Regions from separate parts of the Arabidopsis thaliana genome. Here region 2 is linked to region 1. A link is a contact called in public ChIA-PET data. All regions are on one chromosome and are shown on one strand. The core of a region is the stretch at or near the end of the contact, and the rest is flanking DNA. Distances in the headings are between cores, read along the strand shown.

Region 1 (4,529 bases), core at 2,001-4,500:
CTATGCTCAGTTGCAATGGTCATAACACGAACTGTTTTAGTAGTGCTAGAACTTACTGGTTTAAGGGTGTGAGAGGTAAGAATCTGAAGGTTCCCTTCCTTATCGAGAGCAGGCTTGCCGGATTTGTCCCTTTTAACCATGTCCTCAGCATTTCCGTGATCTGCAGTCACAACGTATATCCCTCCGACCTGTTCTATGGCATCAAGGATTGTCTGCAAACCAGGACACCAAAACTAAGTGAGTCATTGCTACTAAGAACGGTTTCTAACATTCCCATGTCACAAATTTATTGAAATCATACCCTCACAGCACGATCAGCAGCTTCACAGGCAACAACAGTTGCTTCAATATCACCAGTATGCCCCACCATATCTCCATTTGGCAGGTTTACACGCACCTGAAAATCCATTGGCACCAAACTCAGAAGCCAATTGTTTTAATGGGTTGATACAATGTGATAAGAGAATACACCTTACCTGGTCAAACTTGCCACTAAGGATAGCATCCCTTGCTTTCTCGGCAATTTCCAGTGCTTTCATCTTTGGCTGGACATTGAATGATATTCCACTATCACTTGGAATCTCAACGTACTCTTCTAACTTTTCATTGAAATATCCAGAGCGGTTGCCATTCCAGAAGAAGGTTACATGGCCAAACTTCACAGTCTCACTGTTTCAGTGAAATAAAATTTTAATAGGTTAATAGCTGAGAATTCATTCATTATATGTAACTAACCATCAACGGTATAATCTCATCAAGAAAAAGTGAGCTAGGAGATTTCACTAGTTTTAATCAACAAACAACCCCCAATCATAAATTAGACCTCTACCGAGCAAGTAAAGAAGACTGGATTACTCTTATCACAGTTTCAATTATGAATCCAATTCCAGCAAATAAATAAACCAGGAAGCAGCAATAGAAGAAAATGGCAAAGACAATAACTAAAGATTTGAGAGATTCTAAAAGTTAACCTGCAAGCAAAAGTACGAACGCCATTGTGTGCCAGATATTCACCAGAAGTTCTGTCAATCAATGGTGGAGAAACAAGATAGCGGCTAGGAAGCTTAAGCTCTCCATCATATTGGAGCATTCCTGCATAACGTATATCAGGGACACGTACGCGATCAAACTTGTCGAAATCTTTGTATTCGAGGGCCTTTGCATGCATGACCATTCGATCAGCACGGAAATTGAATGTAACAACTGCGTCACCATCAACAATTGGACCCACAGCCTTTCCATTATCATCAACAATAACAAACGAAGGCAAATACTGGTCATTGGCACCAGGTTCTGCCCTCAGTGTCTTAACTGCTTCAAGAGCGCTTTTAAATTTGTGGGGAGCTTCCCCAAGGACTTGTGCATCCCAACCTCGTTTAACAACACTCCAATCATTCTGCAAGGAAGGAAAGCAAAAATTGGATTCATTTCTAAACTAGACTAGACAAGGCATGACATTCATACAAGATCTCACAAGCATTGCCTACCTCATAACGGTCCATTGTGACATACATTCGACCTCCACCAGATGCAACCTGAGCATCAACACCTTTCGCACGTAAAGCAGCTAGGTCAGCTTCAAGAGTTTCAACAAATCCGACACTAGAACCATCCAAAACATCACGACCATCAGTAAGAATATGGACGCGGATTCTCTTAGCACCACGTTCTGCAAAACCCTTAAGCAGCAACTGCACCAAACAGAACCAAATTAAAGAAAATTAACAAACGCCAACGTTTCAAAAGAAATGTGTAACAGATGAGAATTAAGTACCTGGACTTGATCCAAACGAGAGTGAACTCCACCATCGCTTAGAAGACCAATAAGGTGCACAGTGCCTTTCTCAAAAGATTGAGAGATGTATTTGAAACCTTCATCTTCATAGATTTTCCCTGAAGCAAGGGCGAGATCAACAAGCTTAGCACCTTGAGCGTAAATTCGACCAGCTCCAAGAGCATTGTGGCCAACTTCACTGTTTCCCATGTCGTCTTCGCTGGGGAGACCAACGGCGGTACCATGAGCTTTGATCAACCTCCATGTGTCGGGCTTCCCCTGTGAAGAATAAAATCGAACCGTTGAAGTCCATAATCGGAATCCAGCGAAATCATCGAGGAAAGAAGTGGATATAAACAAAAAAGGAAACATACGTCTTTAAGGGAATCCATGGCAGGAGTTGGAGCTTTATGGATGCAATTGTATTGATCGGGATCAGATTCACCCCATCCATCGAGAACAATCAAACCGATAGTTTTGCCTTTGGGAAGCTTGGGGTGGTCCGCAAGTTTCCAGTTAACGTCGCCGGAGCTACCCATAACTGTGGATTCAGATCCACTCGTCGGTGAGAAATTAAAGGTTTAAGGAACAGATCTGAGAAGCGAGAGAGAGAGAGATAACGGAAGCTTACCAGCGGAGAAACAGAGGAAAGCTTCTCAAAGAGTCTTATGGAGATTCGCAGAGACAGAAGTGGTTATGTGGTGAAGTATGGTAGGTTGAGAGCTATCACTGACATAATATGAGACTTTTATAGAAACATAGAAATGGAAAAGTTAGCGATGACGTGGTACCAATTTAATGGGCTTTACTTTGGGCTCAAGTAAACATTGTGAAGCCCCCAAAAAAATGGAAGGAGACGAATGTTCTAGTTTTAGCTGCTATGAACGAATGTTCTGGATCATGCCGTTTGTAATAGTCATGGTGTGCGCCATGTAAAAAAAATTGTATATACCTTTTTATTTTGGTCAACGTAAAAAATAGCATACAGAAAAGGTCAAACCGGAGTTAACTTAATAGTTTATACGGTATTTGAACCAGAATTTGATCAAAAATGGGTAAGTTTTAGTAACTGGGATTACATTAATTTCTGTTGACAGTAACTTTTTTTTATCTAAATCATTATTTAAACCTTGAGATTGCATTAAATCAAACTGAAATTACACGAAAACCAAACCGAAAACTCATGTAAGAAATTCAGGGTTGTGCACATTTATTTATTCAATATCATCATAATATTAACTGGGAACCTTCAAAAGGTTGGTAGAAGGCTAAAAAACAATTTCTAATGGGCCAAAGACAAAAAGTTGAGTTCCTATATATTGGGCTTAAAAAGCCTGAAACTAGATGAGACGTGGTTCATAGTCAGATAAATGGGCCAAGGATAAGGAAAGACAAAAACAAAAGTAGAAAAGAATCATACAGTATACATATATGGGAAATATACAGAGAGAGATACAGATAACACAATAAGAGGTAGACGGACAACTGTTACGGCGAAATTGAATGCCGCAATGTATCAATATGATTGGTCGAAAAGGAAAGTAAAAAAAACAAACAAAATATTAAATTTTTGTTAATGTGTAAAGGGAGAAAAAATCAGATGAACAGGCTGTATCATTTTTTTTTTTGTGAACAAATGGGACTGACGACAACACTCTTCTTCTCCTTTTTGTCCTTTTGGCTCTCTCCTTCTCTCCTTTCTCTCTCTCTCTCTTTTCCACCGGCGACCATTCATTCTCTCTCCTCCTCCTCCTCCTCCTCCTCCTCAGCTTCCTCCATTGCTCCTTAACCCTCATTCCTCGATTTGTTCTTCTCTTCACCATTTCCCCTTTTTACCCTTTTTCTACTCAGACGTGACGGCGACTTTTTATTCCTGTGTCTCCCACCTTTGACTCGCCCTGGGGGGATTTTTTTTTGCTCCAGAGGCGAAAGAAACAAAAAAAAGCAATGGGGTTTCTCCGTTGTCTCCAGCTGCTGCTGCTTCTGTTTCTATCTCTTCGTCTACAAAAGCTCTCTGCTCAATCTTCTTCACCCAATGCTTCTTCTTCTTCTTCACTCGATGCTCTTCTTCAAGATTACTCTTTTAGAGCCTTGCTTCGTCCTCGTACCGGCATTCTCTACGAGGCTACTACTGTTCCTTCCAATTTGACTGGGATCAAACTCGCTGCTATGAGACTCAGAAGCGGAAGCTTTAGAAAACGTGGAGTCACTCCTTTTAATGAGTTCTCAATTCCCAGCGGCGTTATCGTCAAGCCGTATGTGACAAGGCTTGTTTTGGTTTATCAAAACCTAGCTAATTTCTCTCACTTGTATTACCCTTTGTCTGGTTATGATTATGTCGCTCCTGTCTTGGGTCTTCTCGCTTACGATGCTAAGAATCTCTCTGCGCTTAATTTGCCTCAGCTTGATTTAAGGGTGTCTAATGATCCTATCAGAATCGATTTCTCTGATCTGGAACGAATCCCGCAAGGGTCTAGTGCTAAGTGTGTTAGATTCGATTCTAAAGGTGAAGCGAGTTTCAGCGATTCGATTCAGCCTGGAAACACATGCGAGACTGAGCATCAGGGACATTTCTCTGTGGTGGTGAAATCTGTGGCTTCTGCTCCGAGTCTAGCTCCTCCTGGGATTGAGAGTAAGAAGAAGAAGAAGAGCTCTGATTCCAATTCCAAGACTTGGATCATTGTTGGGTCGGTGGTTGGTGGATTGATACTGTTGGGGCTTTTACTGTTTCTGGTTTTGAGATGTCGAAATTACA
Region 2 (4,942 bases), core at 35-2,534, 39 kb after region 1:
ACTTTTCCAAATGCACCTTGTCCCACAACCTTCAATACCTCAAAGTCCTCAATGCCTACTACACCTGAGACCTCCTCTGGAGATTTCTCACTGTCAGTGTCATCATTACCAGAGAATTCATCGTTCTCTTTTATCGATTCACCTTCAACACACTCCACCAAGTCAACTGAGTCCTCAGTTTCTCGTAAAGTGAGCTTGTTCATCTTCAAAGAATGGCTAACAACCAAAGACGGGCCAACCAATGAGTGGGATCGACTGTAGACAACAGCAGGCTCGTCGTAAGCAACATCACAGGCCTCTTCAGAGTTAGCTTCAGGCATTGGTCCAAAGACATCAGAGAATTGAAGCTCAAGGTTATCACCCAAGACAGATTTTGGAGGGCTGATGGATAAAGATAGATGTTTCTGAAACGGCTTCCCAGTCTGGTTTTTGTTTGCAACAGAACACTGAGAAGAAACCATATTTCTAACCAATCGCCAAAAGAATCACAGAGGAAGCTTCACAAGTTCACCAGATGGATGAGGCTCTGCTACCAATAAAGTTAATGAGGAAGAAACTGGGAATAGGCAAACCAATATCTAGGACAAGAAGCTCTTCTTGTTTCCCTATTTTAAGGAAACAGTGGATGCTGCACAAGTGTCCCAATGCCATCAAAGTACTTTAAGCGCTGCAGTTCATAAAATTTCACAAAGATCAGATCACATAATTGACCAAATATAATAAGAGACGGATATGGAATTAAAATAAGCAAGCGAAAAGATTCTTTTTCAATTACCAAAGCTAAAGTCAACAGAATTGAGATTAAGAAAACACGACACCGACCGAATATCCTTTAGATGATCATCCCCTCCCAAATAAAACCCCAAAGCCTTAGAATTCCAAAATTTCACCAGGACACGAGGTCGAAAGAAACCCTCGAGGAAACGAACTCTAATATCTGTAATTAAGACCTAGTCTATATATTAGGGAAAAAGCTGGCGCATAACACAAGCAATTTTCAAACAAATCCAGATATAGAGTAAAACTATGACCTGGACCTAGAAGGTTTCGTGTCGTGTAAATAATTTATATCCAGAAAAAAAAAGAATCTAAACTCTGCGAGAGAAAAGTCAAAGAGAGACAGAGAGAGAGGAATTACCAGAGAATATGCTTGAGGAAGGAGACGAGAAGGAGACGAGACAACTTTAACAGGAAAGAGGGTAATGTGCCAAACCAAAAAAGGAAAAGGTTTTAAGAAGGCGCGTGGCTACATTTTTTATGTCTTCCGAAGCATCGTGGATCATGGGGTGAGGACACGTGTTCGTGTTCTATTGGGAAACCGAACTTCTTCTTTGTTTTAGTGGGCCGGAATTCTTTAAGCCCATTACATTACAAGACGTTCAGACGGACACTAGTTCGGTCCAAAGGCATCACCGTTATCATCTTTTATATTTACACGTTTTCAACGTTCTTTTATATTACATCGTGGGTCAAAAGGTCAAAGTGTTAGCTGCTCTACTTAATCTCAATCAATAACAATCTCATAAAATCAATTATAAATTAAGCGTCTTGGTAACCAAAGTTTTCTTTAATGTTCATGTGTCAGAAGGAAACAACAACCAAAGAAGTAGGAACTACATAAAAATATAGTAAATCTACAAAGTAGTTGTGGACTGGTGAAGGAATGAAGGAGGAGGCCTGACGTAAGTGAAATTGGTAAAAGGGTTGGCCTTAGGATCCGAACTGGGACTGCTCGCCGGAGAATCCAAAACAGACATGTCAGTCCAACACTTGTCAAAATTTGCTATGCATTGCCTTCCCGATACTTCCGGCTTGAAACTTGGCATCACTTCTCTAGCCTCCAGCTTCTTCCAGTTTATTCCCTTGAACCATTTGTGCTGTTTTATCTCCTCTGCTCCGCTCAGTCCACTTCCAAGTCGCCTTTCTGGCTCTTTTTGCAGCAGCTATACATTCATTACAAAGTCAAGAGTCAGAATTGTTCTAAATACAATGCTTCATAGTTCTTAACTGCACAAAGATTTTCATGTTTACTGTTGATTCTGTAATCAAACTGCACCAACATTTACTTACCCCTTTCAGTATTGCATGAGCTTCATTAGACAGAAACTGCGGAAGCTTGATCTTGTCCTTCACAATTTTCTGCTGTATCTTTCCTTTGCTCCCGAGAAACGGTGGCTGCAGAAGGAAAACAAGACATCACACAACAATATACCAAGACATGAGGCTTCAAGCAAATTAACAATAGATAGCGGCTTTTACCTTTCCTGTGAGCATCTCATACAGAAGAATCCCTACGCTCCACCAGTCAGCTGCTTTATCATGTCCTTTTCCTCGAACAATTTCAGGTGCCATATACTCCGTAGTTCCGCACATGGAGTTTGATCTTGTGTTTTCTTCAAATTCCTTTGCTAAACCAAAATCTGTTAGCATCACGTGGCCATCTGTATCCATGAGTATGTTTTCGGGTTTCAGATCTCTGTGCATTATGCCTTTCTCATGGAGATGGGAAACTGCAGAGACGATTTCTGCAGTGTACACTCGAGCCAAGTCCTCTCTGCGAAAGAGTAAAATATAGAACCAATTAAGCTTTACAAAATTCTAGCGAAACTTCAAAAATGGTTCGCAAAAAGGAATTAAACAAACCTGAAAAGCCCTTGGTGATAGAGTTGGAAGAAAAGATGACCTCCGTTTATAAAGTCGAGCACAAGATACAGCCTGTACTTGGTCTGCAAGGGAATGTATAACGCTCTAAGTTAAGAAATAGTAAAGTAAAATAAATAGGATGCTAACAGAGAGAAGTGTTATATATACCTGAAAAGAGTATTTAAGTTGAACAATGAATGGGTGATCAATTTTTGTAAGAATATCGCGCTCAGCTTTCATGTATTCAGCATGGTTCTTCTCCATAATGTGATCTTTCCTCATGACTTTCATAGCGTATATCTCAGAGGTCTCCTTTTTCCTCACCTGGTAGACTTTCCCAAACGCACCTTTCCCAACAACCTTCATAACCTCAAAATCATCTATGCCTACTACACCTGAGACTTTCACCAGATCTCCCTCTAAAGCTTTCTCATTGTCACTGTCGTCATTACCAGAGAAATCATCATTTTCTTTTAAAGATTCACCTTCGAGACACTCCACCAAGTCAATTGAGTCCTCAGTCTCTAGTAAGGTGAGCTTGGTCAGCTTCAAAGAATGACTATCGAGCGAACACGGGCCAACCAAGGAGTGGGATCGACTGTAGACAACAGCAGGCTCGTCGTAAGCAATATCATTGGCCTCTTCGGGGAGTGGACCAAACACATCAGAGAACTCAAGTTCAACATCATCTTTCAAGACAGAATTTGAAGGGCTGATGGATAGATATTGCTGTTTCTGGATTTTGTTGGGGACAGGACGCTGAGAGGAAACCATAATTTACACGGGAAAAATCGATACAGAATCACTGAGAAAGCTGCAAGAGTTCACCAGCCTGGAGAGAGATTCTGTACCGACAGAAGTTAATGAGGAGAAAACTGACTAAAACAAAGGCTGGCAAAAGGCAATCCAATAACAAGGAGAAGAAGCTCTTGTTGTTTCCCGATTTTAAGGAAACAGTGGATGCTGCAGAAGTGCGCAAATGCCATGAAGGTTTTATAAGCTCTGCAAGTACATGAAAAGTTCACACATTTAAAGGCTATCACATGAACAAATAAGATCTGAGATACAGGATTGACCAAATCTATGAAGAGACGGTGTAGAATTAATATAAGCAAGTCCAGTGATCCTTTTACTAATTGAGATTTTCAGAAAACTTCGAACCCACATAAAAAAAGGGAAAACTTTCACAGCGATGACAAATCTTGAATAAAACCCAAATCCCTAACAATTTCCGGATTCAGAATCGGACAAAGATTAAAAATTCCACAGGACATGAAGCCGAACGAGACACTCGAGGAAAAGGAACTGCAATTTCGATAATTCAGATCTATTGGTAAGTAAAATTTCACGTAAATCGAGATCTACAGAAAAACTATGACCTGAACTTAAACCGTTTCGTGTCTTAGAAACAATTCATGAATTTTGGATAAATTCTATGGATCTAGAATACGAAAAAAGGAATCTTAACTATGCGAGAGAGAATTCAAACAAACATAGATAGAGAGGGAGAATTGATTACCAGAGGGGATGGCTGAGGGAGGAGACGAAGATGGAAATGAGGACGAGAGGAGAATTTAAGAGCAGCATCGCAGATCCAGGGGTTCATACACGTGGCCGTATCTTATTGGGAGAACGTTGACCAGTTGTTAAATATGCGGCGGAGGTTTTTTTGTCCACTAATTCTTTATTTATTTTAGTGGGCCGCCTTTCACCAAGCCCATTCTTCCTGACTTTTTGTTGTTTTTTAGATCATATCTTTTTTTTCCGGATTATGTGGATTTGAAATCCACAATGAGGAAATTTTACCAGCCATTAGATTCACAAAATACATCAATTTGTGAGAGACTGAGAGAGTATTTTGCGTATCCAGAGATTTTAGAAGCCATTAATCTCTTATTCCATTGAATCTCTCTAGCTCGATGTTCCTCATTCATTCTTAACCTTTCTATCATAAAAAATTTCATGCTTTTAAACAGTTACGAAAAGCATTAGGATTGACCAAATTATGTTAGTTCTTGTATGAATTTGCTGATTTTAATCAAACTTAAATATATATAAATTTATTTAATCGAAAAATTGTCTCTCGATGTTCAGAAAAACAAACATGTGTCCCCGGATTCGAACATTCTCATATACAAAAAAGATGTATCATTGCCTTGTTGTTAACGACCCAATTAACTAGGTGTAGTAGACCCGGATCACGCTCGGTTCATGTATGCACCAGTTCTTGTGTCCACAAATATCTCTTCACCGACGTTAATAAAGAGTGGTACAGCAACTATTGCACCCGTTTCCATTG

What was found. ChIA-PET counts read pairs in DNA pulled down with a chosen protein or histone mark.
Region 2: an H3K4me3 ChIA-PET map of shoot shows a contact between it and region 1, with 13 read pairs. The contact joins the promoter of S6K2 here to the promoter of AT3G08600 in region 1. A contact is called at or near these places in 2 of 26 Hi-C or Micro-C datasets (callus and rosette leaf) and 1 of 2 datasets of contacts at active chromatin or transcription factors (shoot).

Annotation. Positions count from the first base shown.
Region 1 is chr3:2,608,925-2,613,453 of TAIR10.1, forward strand. It overlaps AT3G08600 (transmembrane protein, putative (DUF1191)), which reads left to right and starts at 3,251. Exons shown (of 1, transcript NM_111694.4): 1 at 3,251-4,529. The coding sequence starts at 3,722. iPGAM2 (Phosphoglycerate mutase, 2,3-bisphosphoglycerate-independent) reads right to left here and starts at 2,631. Exons shown (of 9, transcript NM_111693.3): 1 at 2,406-2,631; 2 at 2,149-2,315; 3 at 1,775-2,053; 4 at 1,488-1,691; 5 at 972-1,396; 6 at 477-669; 7 at 302-397; 8 at 57-212. The coding sequence starts at 2,313.
Region 2 is chr3:2,649,947-2,654,888 of TAIR10.1, forward strand. It overlaps S6K2 (serine/threonine protein kinase 2), which reads right to left and starts at 1,285. Exons shown (of 6, transcript NM_180212.2): 1 at 776-1,285; 2 at 1-667. The coding sequence starts at 461. PK1 (protein-serine kinase 1) reads right to left here and starts at 4,266. Exons shown (of 6, transcript NM_111707.4): 1 at 4,163-4,266; 2 at 2,812-3,645; 3 at 2,644-2,726; 4 at 2,260-2,554; 5 at 2,071-2,175; 6 at 1,375-1,943. The coding sequence starts at 3,417. The coding sequence ends at 1,635. It overlaps AT3G08740 (elongation factor P (EF-P) family protein), which reads right to left. Exons shown (of 7, transcript NM_111708.4): 7 at 4,676-4,942. The coding sequence ends at 4,842.